Regions from separate parts of the Bos taurus genome. Here region 1 is linked to region 2. Evidence: chromatin contacts called from public Hi-C data. All regions are on one chromosome and are shown on one strand. Each heading gives the region's core, a stretch centred on a gene start, on an enhancer-like site or on the middle of the called end of the contact. The rest is flanking DNA. Distances are from core to core; before and after follow the strand shown. Region 1 has its middle 60 kb from the start of LEKR1. Region 2 holds the start of LEKR1 (leucine, glutamate and lysine rich 1).

The links. Hi-C and Micro-C count contacts between places; a contact is called where the count stands out from the background.
Region 1: a Hi-C map of liver shows a contact between it and region 2, with 2.1 times the contacts expected there. The contact joins the enhancer-like site here to the promoter of LEKR1 in region 2. A contact is called at or near these places in 2 of 11 Hi-C or Micro-C datasets (liver and skin fibroblasts).

Annotation. Positions count from the first base shown.
Region 1 is chr1:110,837,283-110,842,424 of ARS-UCD2.0, reverse strand. No RefSeq gene overlaps it. Among named protein-coding and RNA genes, the nearest start is that of LEKR1, 60 kb to the right of the region's middle. Within about 2 kb of position 2,839, at least 5 of the 102 cell types and tissues checked have an H3K27ac peak or open chromatin away from gene starts, as enhancers often do. A contact at or near this core is called in liver, where this site is marked.
Region 2 is chr1:110,778,440-110,783,967 of ARS-UCD2.0, reverse strand. LEKR1 (leucine, glutamate and lysine rich 1) reads left to right here and starts at 4,017. Exons shown (of 12, transcript XM_059888819.1): 1 at 4,017-4,120.

The DNA of each region.
Region 1 (5,142 bases), core at 1,590-4,089, 60 kb before region 2:
AGGAGAAGGCAACAGCAGAGGATGAGATGGTTGGATGGCATCACTGACTCAAAGGGCATGAGTTTGAGTAAGCTCTGGGAATTGGTGATGGACACGGAGGCCTGGCATGCTGCAGTCCATGGGGTCGCAAAAAGTCGGACACAACTGAGCGACTGAACTGACTGAATGTATATGTTTCCGTGCTATTCTCTCAATTTGTCCCACCTTCTTCCCCTAGTGTCCACAAATCTGTTCTCTACATCTGAGTCTCAAGTGAAAGTGAAAGTTGCTCAGTTGTGGCCAACTCTTTGTGACCCTGGAATTCTCCAGGCCAGAATACTGGAGTGGGTAGCCTTTCCCTTCTCCAGGGGAATCTTCCCAACCCAGGGATAGAACCCAGATCTCCTGCATTGCAGGTGGATTCTTTACCAGCTGAGTTACAAGGGAAGCCCGAGAATACTGGAGTGGGTAGCTTATCCCTTCTCCAGTGGATCTTCTCGACCCAGGAATTGAACTAGGGTCTCCTGCATTGCAGATGGATTCTTTACCAACTGAGCTATGAAGGAAGCTCATTGCTACCCTGCAAATAGTTTTATCAGTACCATCTTTCTAGATTCCATACGCATGCATTAATATACAACATCTGTCTTTCTCTTTCTGACTTACTTCACTCTGTATTTTTGAATGTTATTATTTTTTTTAATTCTTTTTTCTCTTTGAGTTTCTGTTTTTGAAGTTTCTATTGGGCTACCTCAAATTCACTCTTTTTCCTTACTGCATCCAGCAGATGAGCTTACTGAAGAAAGTCTTCATTTCCATTACAGTTTTTAATTTCTAGTACTTCCTTCTGATTCTTACAGTTTCCATCTTTCTGCTGATGTTACTGAATTGGCTTTATATTTGGTTTTATTAGTGCTTTTAACATATTAATCATAGTTATTTTAATTCCTTGTCTGATAATTCCAACATCTGTATTATATCTGAATCTGGTTCTGGGGCTTTCTTTGTGTCCTCAGACTTTTTTTCTTGTCTTTTAGTATGCCTTGTAATTTTTTTGGTTGAAAACCTGATATGTTGTAGTAGGTAGTGAGGTAATTAGGCCTTTAGAGTAAGGATTTATGTTAATCTGGCTTGCAGCTGGACTATGTTTCATGTTTGTAGTAAAAGTTCCACAGGCTTCAAATTCCTCTGGTGCTCTTATTTTTCTATGCTCTCTTGGCTTCAGGCTTCCCTACTCCCACTCAGAAAGCCATGGGGCTTTGCAGATCTTTCAGCTGTAATCCATTGTAAGCTTATTGGAATGGCAGTAAGGTATAGGGGAAGGGAAGTTTTTATAAACTGATTAGGTTCATCTTTGGTGGGCCTGTGTCTTAAAAGTGTTTCTCTCCCTCTTCACTAAGTATAGGACTTTCTCCCATACTCCATTCCCAGTGTCCTATTAACTATATTTTGGGAGGTTGTTTTAGTTGAGACAGGAAGGCTAGGGGCTGGCTATGGTGGAAATGCCCGCCTCCAAGTGGGATACAGTTTCAGTATTGTCCCTGGAGAGTGAGACTTTACTATGGAGAAGGATCCAGGAGGGCTATATCTTTGCTATTCTTCCCATCTCCTCCCTCTGCCTCCCTATCCCATGGGGGAGGAGGAGGTTTTTCTCAGATCCTCACCGTAAGAATGTGGTGGGGTTCCTGGAGGAAGAAACACTTCAAAGCTGGGGGGCCCTCTGACCATTGGGGCCCCAGGTGTTTCTCAGTCACACTAGTCCATACTCTGCCTCCAGCAATTCGTCACAATTACTAGTTAAATTAAGTGGTCACACCCTTATTGGTCCACTGACTTCTGCTGTCTCTCTCTGGATGCACCTGTCTCTCCAGATTTCAAGGGTGTGGTTTACCTTGAAACTTAAATTCTGTGATGAAAAGTCATTGATTTTCAGCTTGTCCAGATTTTCCTTGTAAGAAAATGGTGTTTTCCAAGCTTTTTACATGTCAGAGTAGAAACCAGAAGTTTGCAAACTAGAATGAAATTCCATTTTGCCCATCAGACTGGCAAACTTCAGAATGATAATATTCAGAGAGGGAGGAAGTGAGTATTTTCATATGGTGTTGACAGGAAACTAAATTGGGTGTCATCTTTCTTGAAGGCAATTTTACATTTTCAAAGTTTAAAAGGCACAACTCCTTTGACCTAGCAATTTCACTTAAAGGATTCTAGTCCAGATAAGCCATACAAATGAGAAAATATATATGTACAAGAACATTTACTAAGTAATTGTCTGTAATATCAATACAAGTTCTAGTGATAGAAGAAGGTTAAAAAACAAGTACGATTAATTCTATAACTATTGTGTAGCACACTAAAAATGCAGTTAGATTAATATGCTGAAATATGTCCATGACATACTGCTAAGTAAAAAAAGTCCAGTTACAGAACAGTATGATATTTGTTAAAAAAACAAAGCAGACAAAACATTGGGTATCTATGGGACATGGGAGTGGGTATGAACAGATATGCATTTGTTTCTTCTTAGAAAAAAGACTGAGAAGTGTAGATACCAAATTCTAATTGCTTCTCTTCTGGCAAGGAGAAGAAGCTTCCCACTTTAGGGGAAATTAACACATTTTAAAGCAAGCCATGTGTTATTTTTGTAATTAAAAATATACACACAAAGAAGTAGATCCTATTCCTCGATGAAAGAGAAAGTTCTCTGGGAAAAGATGGCAATAACCTTTAGTTCCTATTTCCAAACAATTCCAGGAATCTTAAACAAGTTGCCTTTGCAAGTAAGTGAATGACCTCTTGTGAATGGAGCAGGGGAGGGACATCACAGTGGAACGGGCTGTTTAACCTTGGCCTGTGCAAGAGTGAGTGCAGGGACTGTGTCCACCTTGCTCATCATGGTCACTCCCATGTCTACCTTGTGTTGGGCACCTAGTTGGGCCTTTGTATATACTAGTTGAATTAACAAATGAGAAAAAAAAGGCAATGGTTCTGTGGCAGATTTATTGAACCGTGTACTATAGAGAAATTTGGCAATCAGTTGCTCGGAAGTTTTTCTGTTATTACTGGGTTCAGATACTAAATTCAAATTCTATAATTTAAATAGGAAGTTTCAGCACTGTCCCAGTGCTGAGGAAATTAACCAGGCTGAGAAACAGTGCTGCTCCCTGAGTGAGAATTTTTCTCATACTGTAACAGCAGAAGTTGCCTAGACAATTTTCTCTCTGCCAGCTCACAAAAAGGATCACTGATTCAGGAAGTGACCTATGAGTATAACATTTTAATTTTAACATTCAAAAAGTAATGTAGTGAATGGGGCCAGAACCAGAATTACCTGGGGTTTTAGTGGGTTAGAGTCTGTTACTGGAATGAAGAGAGATGAGACCAAGATTTTTTGAGGATCTCCTAGCAACTCATCGAGGCACGGGGTTAGTCACTCAGCACATGGTATCTCATTAAAGCTCACAGCAAGCTTGTGAAGTATCGTCATCATTAATAGAGGAGGAAACTGAGACTTGGAGAACTTGGGTAACTTGTCTTAGGACACATAGCCAGAAAATGGCAGAGCTGGGATTTGAAGACAGATGGCCTAGTTCCAAAGCCCCTGGTCACTGCCTGGGCCACTGGACTCTGTGTTGATTAGTGTTGGCATGCCTCACGTTTCATATTAACATGAGACCTGTCCCTGTAGAAGACTTGAAGGGTTTGGTTTCTAAGAACTGACTGGACTGGACCATCACTCCTGCAGAACTAATCCAGAGATTTTACACATATAAGTACAATTCCCACCCTATCTAATTTCTCAAAGCATTGGGGAAATGACTCAGTATTACCAAACAGGACTCTCCAAATCATGAATAAACACAGGTGTGCTATAGTTTTCCCCAAACTCATCCCAGGACACAGAGCAGCCCTATCTGAGACAAATCACGGCACCTGAAGAACTGTTTACAAGGGTGGCAGTGATGCAGAGACAGTCACGTGTTATAAATACCCTCATGGAATAAAGACCATGTATTTTTCCATGATATTTGCTAACTCAGATGAAATGAATTTCATCTTTATTTTCACCACAGCAGGAAGTTAACATGCCCAAGTGCTGCAGTTTTCAGCATGTTTATGACACCTTTGATTCTTCCTCTAATGCATTTTATATCCAGCATTTGGCCTCCATTTATAGTATATTAAGTACTACGCTTATTTCCTTGTTACTCTGTCCTGAACTTCTAATGTTGGAGTGCCTCATGGCCCAGTCCTGGGCTTCCTACTTTTCTCTCCTCCCATAGTTTTACATCATCTTTTACAAACCAATTGTACCTACTTTATTTCTCCAGTCTTCATATCTCCAGTCAGATGTCCAAAAGAAAAGAAAACTCCCATGTAACAAGCTGCAAAGAATTCTCCATTCCTACCTTCACATCAAATCTTTTCCTCTGTGAATTCACTTCTCCATCTTATGACACTGTCATTCTCTGTTGTTCAAACCTTAACATTTTTCCTGGTTTCCTACCTTTCCCTCACCTCCATATCTAATTATTCAGCAAGTTTAGAGGTTCTGCTTCTAAAACATCTCAAATCCATCCACTGTACTTCCTGTCCCTGCCAATATTAAGCTACTAATTGCTTATCACAATTACTTTAAGCTGGCCTTCTTGCTTCCACCTGTTTTCCATAAATTGGCCAGAATGATAAATCTAAAGCACAAATAATATTGATACCCCGCAGTCTTTCAATGTTATCCAGTTGTACTTTACTATAGTCTATCCAGCCCCTTCCCACCTGTATGACCTCACCTCGTAGATCTCTTTTAACTCAAAGCTCTGCAGGCAACTTGTCCTTCTTATTCCTTGACTACACCAAGGTTACCCCCTTGGGGATTTCCCTGAATGCTCCCCAGGTTCTTCCTTCAAATTTTCCATGGCTGGGGCCTTCCTCATAATTCAGGTCTAAGATCACATGTTGTTGCTGTTTAGTTGCTAAGTTGTGTCTGACTCTTTTGTGACCCCATGGACCGTAGCCTGCCAGGTTCCTCTGTCCATGGGACTTCCCAGGCAAGAATACTGGAGTGGGTTGCCATTTCCTTCTCCAGGGGATCTTCCTGACCCAGGGATTGAACCTGCATCTCCTGCACACATCCCCTGCACTGTAAGCAGATTCTTTTACCAC
Region 2 (5,528 bases), core at 2,768-5,267:
AGAGTCACGCTATATTTCTGGGACAGGGAGTGAGTTCACCCGGGAGGACACGGCGTCTCCTTGTTATCGGAACCTGGGTAACATTCAGTAATAAAACCCGCTCAGACAGGATGTATTAAACGAACTGGGAACCAGAGCTGCTCTATCAATAAGCAGTCGTTCCGGGGAAGCTTTCCAAGGAAAGCTTTACATTTTGAGGCTCGGGCACACAGGTGCGTTCGTGTGACATGCTTATACAGGAAGGAACCAGAGCGAGGACGGCGGCTTTGGGACGCAAGTTTTGTGCACTCTGCACAAAGATTAATAACAGAGTCGTGATGCTGGGCAACTATCATTCCTCCTAGAAGCGTTCTTGCCAGTGCTTTATTTTGCAAGGAGAGAGAGATGCCTGGTTTTAATGGCGTACAAACGGGAGAGACCTCTTGCATGGTGACTCAAGAGTCCAAGGATATTTGAAAAAGAAAAAAAAAACAACTGACTTTACAGGACACCACAATTCAACTTCCTTCTAAAGACCATGTGGGGGGAATTTTTTTTTTTCATTCAGATATGTTTATATAATTCAAATGTTTGTCAAAAATATTGACACCAAGATAGCTGAACACATAAAACCACTTGGGTCGGCTGAAAAAATTACATATTAGCTTATTTGTTTAAAATTTCATTTGGTGGATCTACACTTTTGTTTATTTCCCTATTATTACCTTTGGGCCAGTGGTGCCTAGTTTCATCCTCGCTTTCGTTACACAAGCAGCACACCCTCATGTAAGAGGGGCTTCTCCGGGGTTAGGGTACCTACATAAACTCCCAGAAGGCTCTTTCAGAATACATATGTTCACCTTTCAACTTACTACATGTGGAAGGATAGCAAGATTCACTTTAATTTTAAAATATTCTCCCAGTTAACTCAGATTCTCCCTTCTGTAGGTAAGAACATTTATTTGATTTGCCTTGCACTCCTGGCACTCTTCCTTTCTTCTAGGACAGAACTGCCCCTTCTCAGATTCTTCTCTCTCTTCTCTTCTAGACGTGTAATTAGAAAGGGAGGTACCATCCTGTATAGCCTGGCCTCCCTGGGAACCACAATTGGTTAGGAGACTGGTACCTGACTCCTCCTGGTTTCAGTGATTTGATCAAGGGATTGGGGTATAACTCAAGGTGTGCTAAACAGTCATTTCCTGGAATTTTTCTAACTGGAGGTTGGGAATAAAAGTCTCATTTCCTCTTGGTTTCAAAATGGTTATCAGCCACCACTGCCCTGCCACCGACAGAGACTGTAAAAGAGAAAGGAACCAACTTTGAGTTAAGTGGTAGATTCAAAGGGTTGAGACTTTCTATGGCTTTTTAGAGTTCCTAAAGTTCTCAAAGCAGTCCTGTTTCCTGTTTTCTTGAAGCTTGGTTATTTAGCTCTTCTGCTGATTCTGTGAGGTACCTTTAATATCCTAATAGAATATACATTGATAGTAATAAGGTGTGTATACACACACACACACACACACACACACACACACACACACTTAGAATGCTATTTGGAATACATTTTAAAAATTTATAATACTATTTGTAACTTGCCTTTTTTCATAAAAAAAGGAATAGAATCCATTGGGACATTCACCACCAATAAACTACATCATCATTTTAACAGCCGCACAATCTTCTTCTTTGATAATTTATTTTATTTTGATACTTCAGATTTTTAAACATTAGAAGCAAGACTGTGATGAACCTTAAGTATTTGTGCTAATAAGGAAGAATTTTTCAGAAGCTTATAGCCGACTTCCCTTGGAGTCTGGTCAGAAGTGGGTCATAGGCCCATTCCTAATTTAAATCACTGGTAAAGGGAAAGTGGTCAGCAGAATTGACCTAATCATTCCTGAAGTTGGGCTGATTCATGTGTGCCTATGGGTAGAGGGTGCAGAGGGGAGGATGATGAAGTCTGGATTCCTGAACAAAAGGAAGAAGGGAGAATCAGGTGCCCACTATAATAGTTTTGAACATTTCAAGGTGTTTAAAACATAATGTATTAATTTTTCAATCTTAAAGCAGTGTTTAAGAGTGCTAATTGTGGGACTTCCCTGATGGTCCAGTGGTTAAGAATCTGCCTTCCAATGCAGGAGGTGTGGGTTTAACCCCTGGTTGGGGAACTAAGATCACACATGCTGGGTTATTTGTAGAGTGCATTCTGTAACTAGAGAAAGCCTGCATGCTACAACGAAGACAACACAGCCAAAAATACAAATTAAAAAAGAGTGCTAGTTTCTCTATACCCTTGCAAACCAGGGCTACTATGATTCATCTTTTTCACATGTTTGATAGTAATGTTTGATTTTTTTTATCAGTAGTTCATAGGAAAATACTTTTCAGATGATTCACAACTCCTGATTTAATGGCATTAAAATATCCTATTACTAGAGATGTAAAAAAAAAAAAAAATGACAGGAAAATTACTCTAACTTGAGTCTTATAAATTCCATAGTTACCTAAAATTATAGGTACAGAAACATGAACTTCATCTCTATAAAGATAGAATGAAATCACTGCTGCCAATCACTTATCAAAACAAATGTTAGACGCTTCATTAGAATCTATGGAAATCTCAGAAATAAGTAATAATTTCATTAAAAAAGCAAGTTCTTTAAAAAGTTTTTAAAGTGTATAAGGCAATTATCAATTTTCAGTCTGATTTCATTGATATTTGTTATAGGCTAGATGTTGGATGCTAAGGTTAAAGAACTGTCAGTACAATAATTTTGAGCATCAAATTCATTAAAAGTATTAAATGAGTACTGTTAAAGCTTTATTCTTTTTGTGTTTTAAAATATATTCATGAAAATAAGTCCTGTGGATGTAGTGTTTCAGCACTGTGACTATAGTGAATAATACTGTACTGTTTATTTTGAAAGAAACTAAGAGAGCATATCTTAAAAGCACTCATCATAAGAAAAAAAAATTGTATTTATGTGTGGTGATGGATGTTAACTAGACTTATTGCCTTTATTTTACAATATAAACAAATATTGAATCATTTTGTTGGATACCTGGAACTAATGTATTTCAGTTATATCTCAATTAAAAATCAATATATTCATATGATAAATATTAACATATTTGGCACACAGTACATTTTTGGGTGAAGCTCTTATCAGTAATGAACAGGCCACAAGAGTACACGTTTACAATCATCAAAGGGTTCATTGTAGAGCTTGACTTTGAATATTTGAAAGTAGATGTTTATTTCTTCAAGGCCTAACTTGTCTCATTGGAAATTTTGTTCAATCATATTCTCATGGCTAAAAAGAATTTAGTATACAATTTATTGCTGAACAGATGACAAAACATTTGAACTCCTAGTTCACTTCAGTCGCTCAGTCATGTCCGACTCTTTGCCACCCCATGAACCGCAGCACAGTTGGATGGCATCACCAACTCAATCGACATGACCTTGAGTAAACTCTGGGAGTTGGTGATGGACAGGGAGGCCTGGCGTGCTGCAGTCCAATAGAGTTGGACACGAGTTAGCGACTGAACTGAAATGTTAACATGACAACACAAAGTTGTGTGAACCACGTGGAAAGCCCTAGGTTATCACTTTATATAGACTCCAAAAACTAGTAAGAATTTGTTTTTTCTTCTCTATATCAGGGGTCAATGACCCCTGAGAAAAATTAACAGAAGAAAAATTGTAATAAAGGGTCACAGTCAGTTCAGCCGTTCAGTCATGTCCGACTCTTTGCGACTCCACTGAGGGGTGAGAGGTAGACCGACTTTGTCCTCCACCTCTGCCACCGTCATTCCAACCCGCCTCTGGGCTAGAAATGTCTCCCTCCATCCCTGCAGCCGCCCCCACGACTCCAGCCGGCCCTCCTCTGCCTCGCCCTTAGCATCCCTTGCCTCCCACTCACAGTACCCAGCGTATTGCTAAGCCCGTTCTTTGACCCCAGCCAGGAGACTTCAAGCTTCCGCCCAGGACTTGGCCCGGGGCGGCGCAGGGGTGTCCTGTTTCCGCGTTGGCGAGCGGCGTGTGTCGTGACGTCACCGCGCCTTGACGTCAGGCTGACGTGCAGCACGGTCTCCTGGGAGACCAGGAAAGCCTTTTGCCCCCGGCGGAATCGAAGTATAGGTGAGAGAGACAAGGAAAGGCTTTCTTGAGCCCCGGAATGACCTGGTCCCGGCGCGCACTTCCGAAGAAGAGGCGTGCTGGCACCCCGGGGGCAGAGCCGGAAAGCCGAGCCGTGGTGCCGCGCCCGGAGAATGGGCCCCGCGCCTTGCCCCTGACCCCGGCTGCTGCCTCTGTCGAGTCTTCGCGAGCCCGTCCGGCTGGGCGCCCTCTTCTTTGAGAGCGTGGCCAGGATAGGCCTCATTCCCGCACCTTTTCTTCTTCCCGCCTCCGCGGGTCCCGAGGGAACGGGGTTATAAAGGGACAGATTTCAAAACCCTTGCAAGCCGATTTTGGCTGTACTTGCAGTTAGTTTCTATTTGGAAAATCCTGCCCCTTCATAATGTCTCAAGACGTGAACTCCCTCTTCACCTGACCTTGACCTCATCTGTGGTGATTCACACTAAAGAAATAGTTCTTTAGGGAAGGGCCTGAAAGCTGAACGTGAGTTAATGGCCCAGCGTGACACTGGTGTCATGCAGGGAATCGGAAGTGAACGACTAGGGACGGGTCTGTATTTTTGACATCTTCCTTGTAATCCTGTCAGAGCAGGTTCACAAATACCTACGCGGCTACCGCTGGTTATCACCGCACCTCATGTCGAAGAAGAGTCGAGAAAGTGTGTAATGTGAGAGAATAAAAGGGCCTCTTTGATTTAAAAAGAAAAAAGCAAAATAATGAAAGTAAATTAAAAGTTAAAAAAAAAACCTTTTTTCCCCCTTTTGTTAAAGGGAAAGAGACCTCTCCCATCCCTTTCTTGGGAAACTTCTTATGGCTGTGTGCTTCCTCTGTTCCTTCAACATGTATGTATGCAAATCTTTTGAAGACCCAGAATATTTTTCTGGAGGACTGGGGAGCCATTTCTTTAAAATGTAAACATCAAGGGAAACAGGGCCCATATCTCCATATTACTTTGGGAGTTTAGTGCTTCTAGTAACCAAGTGCTTTGTCTAGAGATATGTATTCATTTGAACAAACGCTGTTAGCTAGCACTTCAATTACCAGGTGAATTTAAAACAAACTATGAAATAGAGTATGGCAAGCTCTGTTGAGGACAAATTATCTTTTATCTTTTTTTTTTTTTTATCTTTTATCTTGAGAACATGTATGTAGTGGAGTGTATCTGCTTGGCTATATTAAAAAGTGGGATTTCTTTCTGTGTTTGTAATCTTATTAGATTAGCTGTGCCTCACAGTTTAGTTAAATGCTTATGTGATAATAAAACTGCTTTCTGCATTGTGGGGAAATTTTCTGGATGGCAGGATTTAAAATTTTTTCCTCCGTAATCACACCTACCAATTTTTCCCACTCAGTATAGTAAGGCCACAAAATTGGAATAGATTTACAGTAACGATACTGTGCCACTAGATTC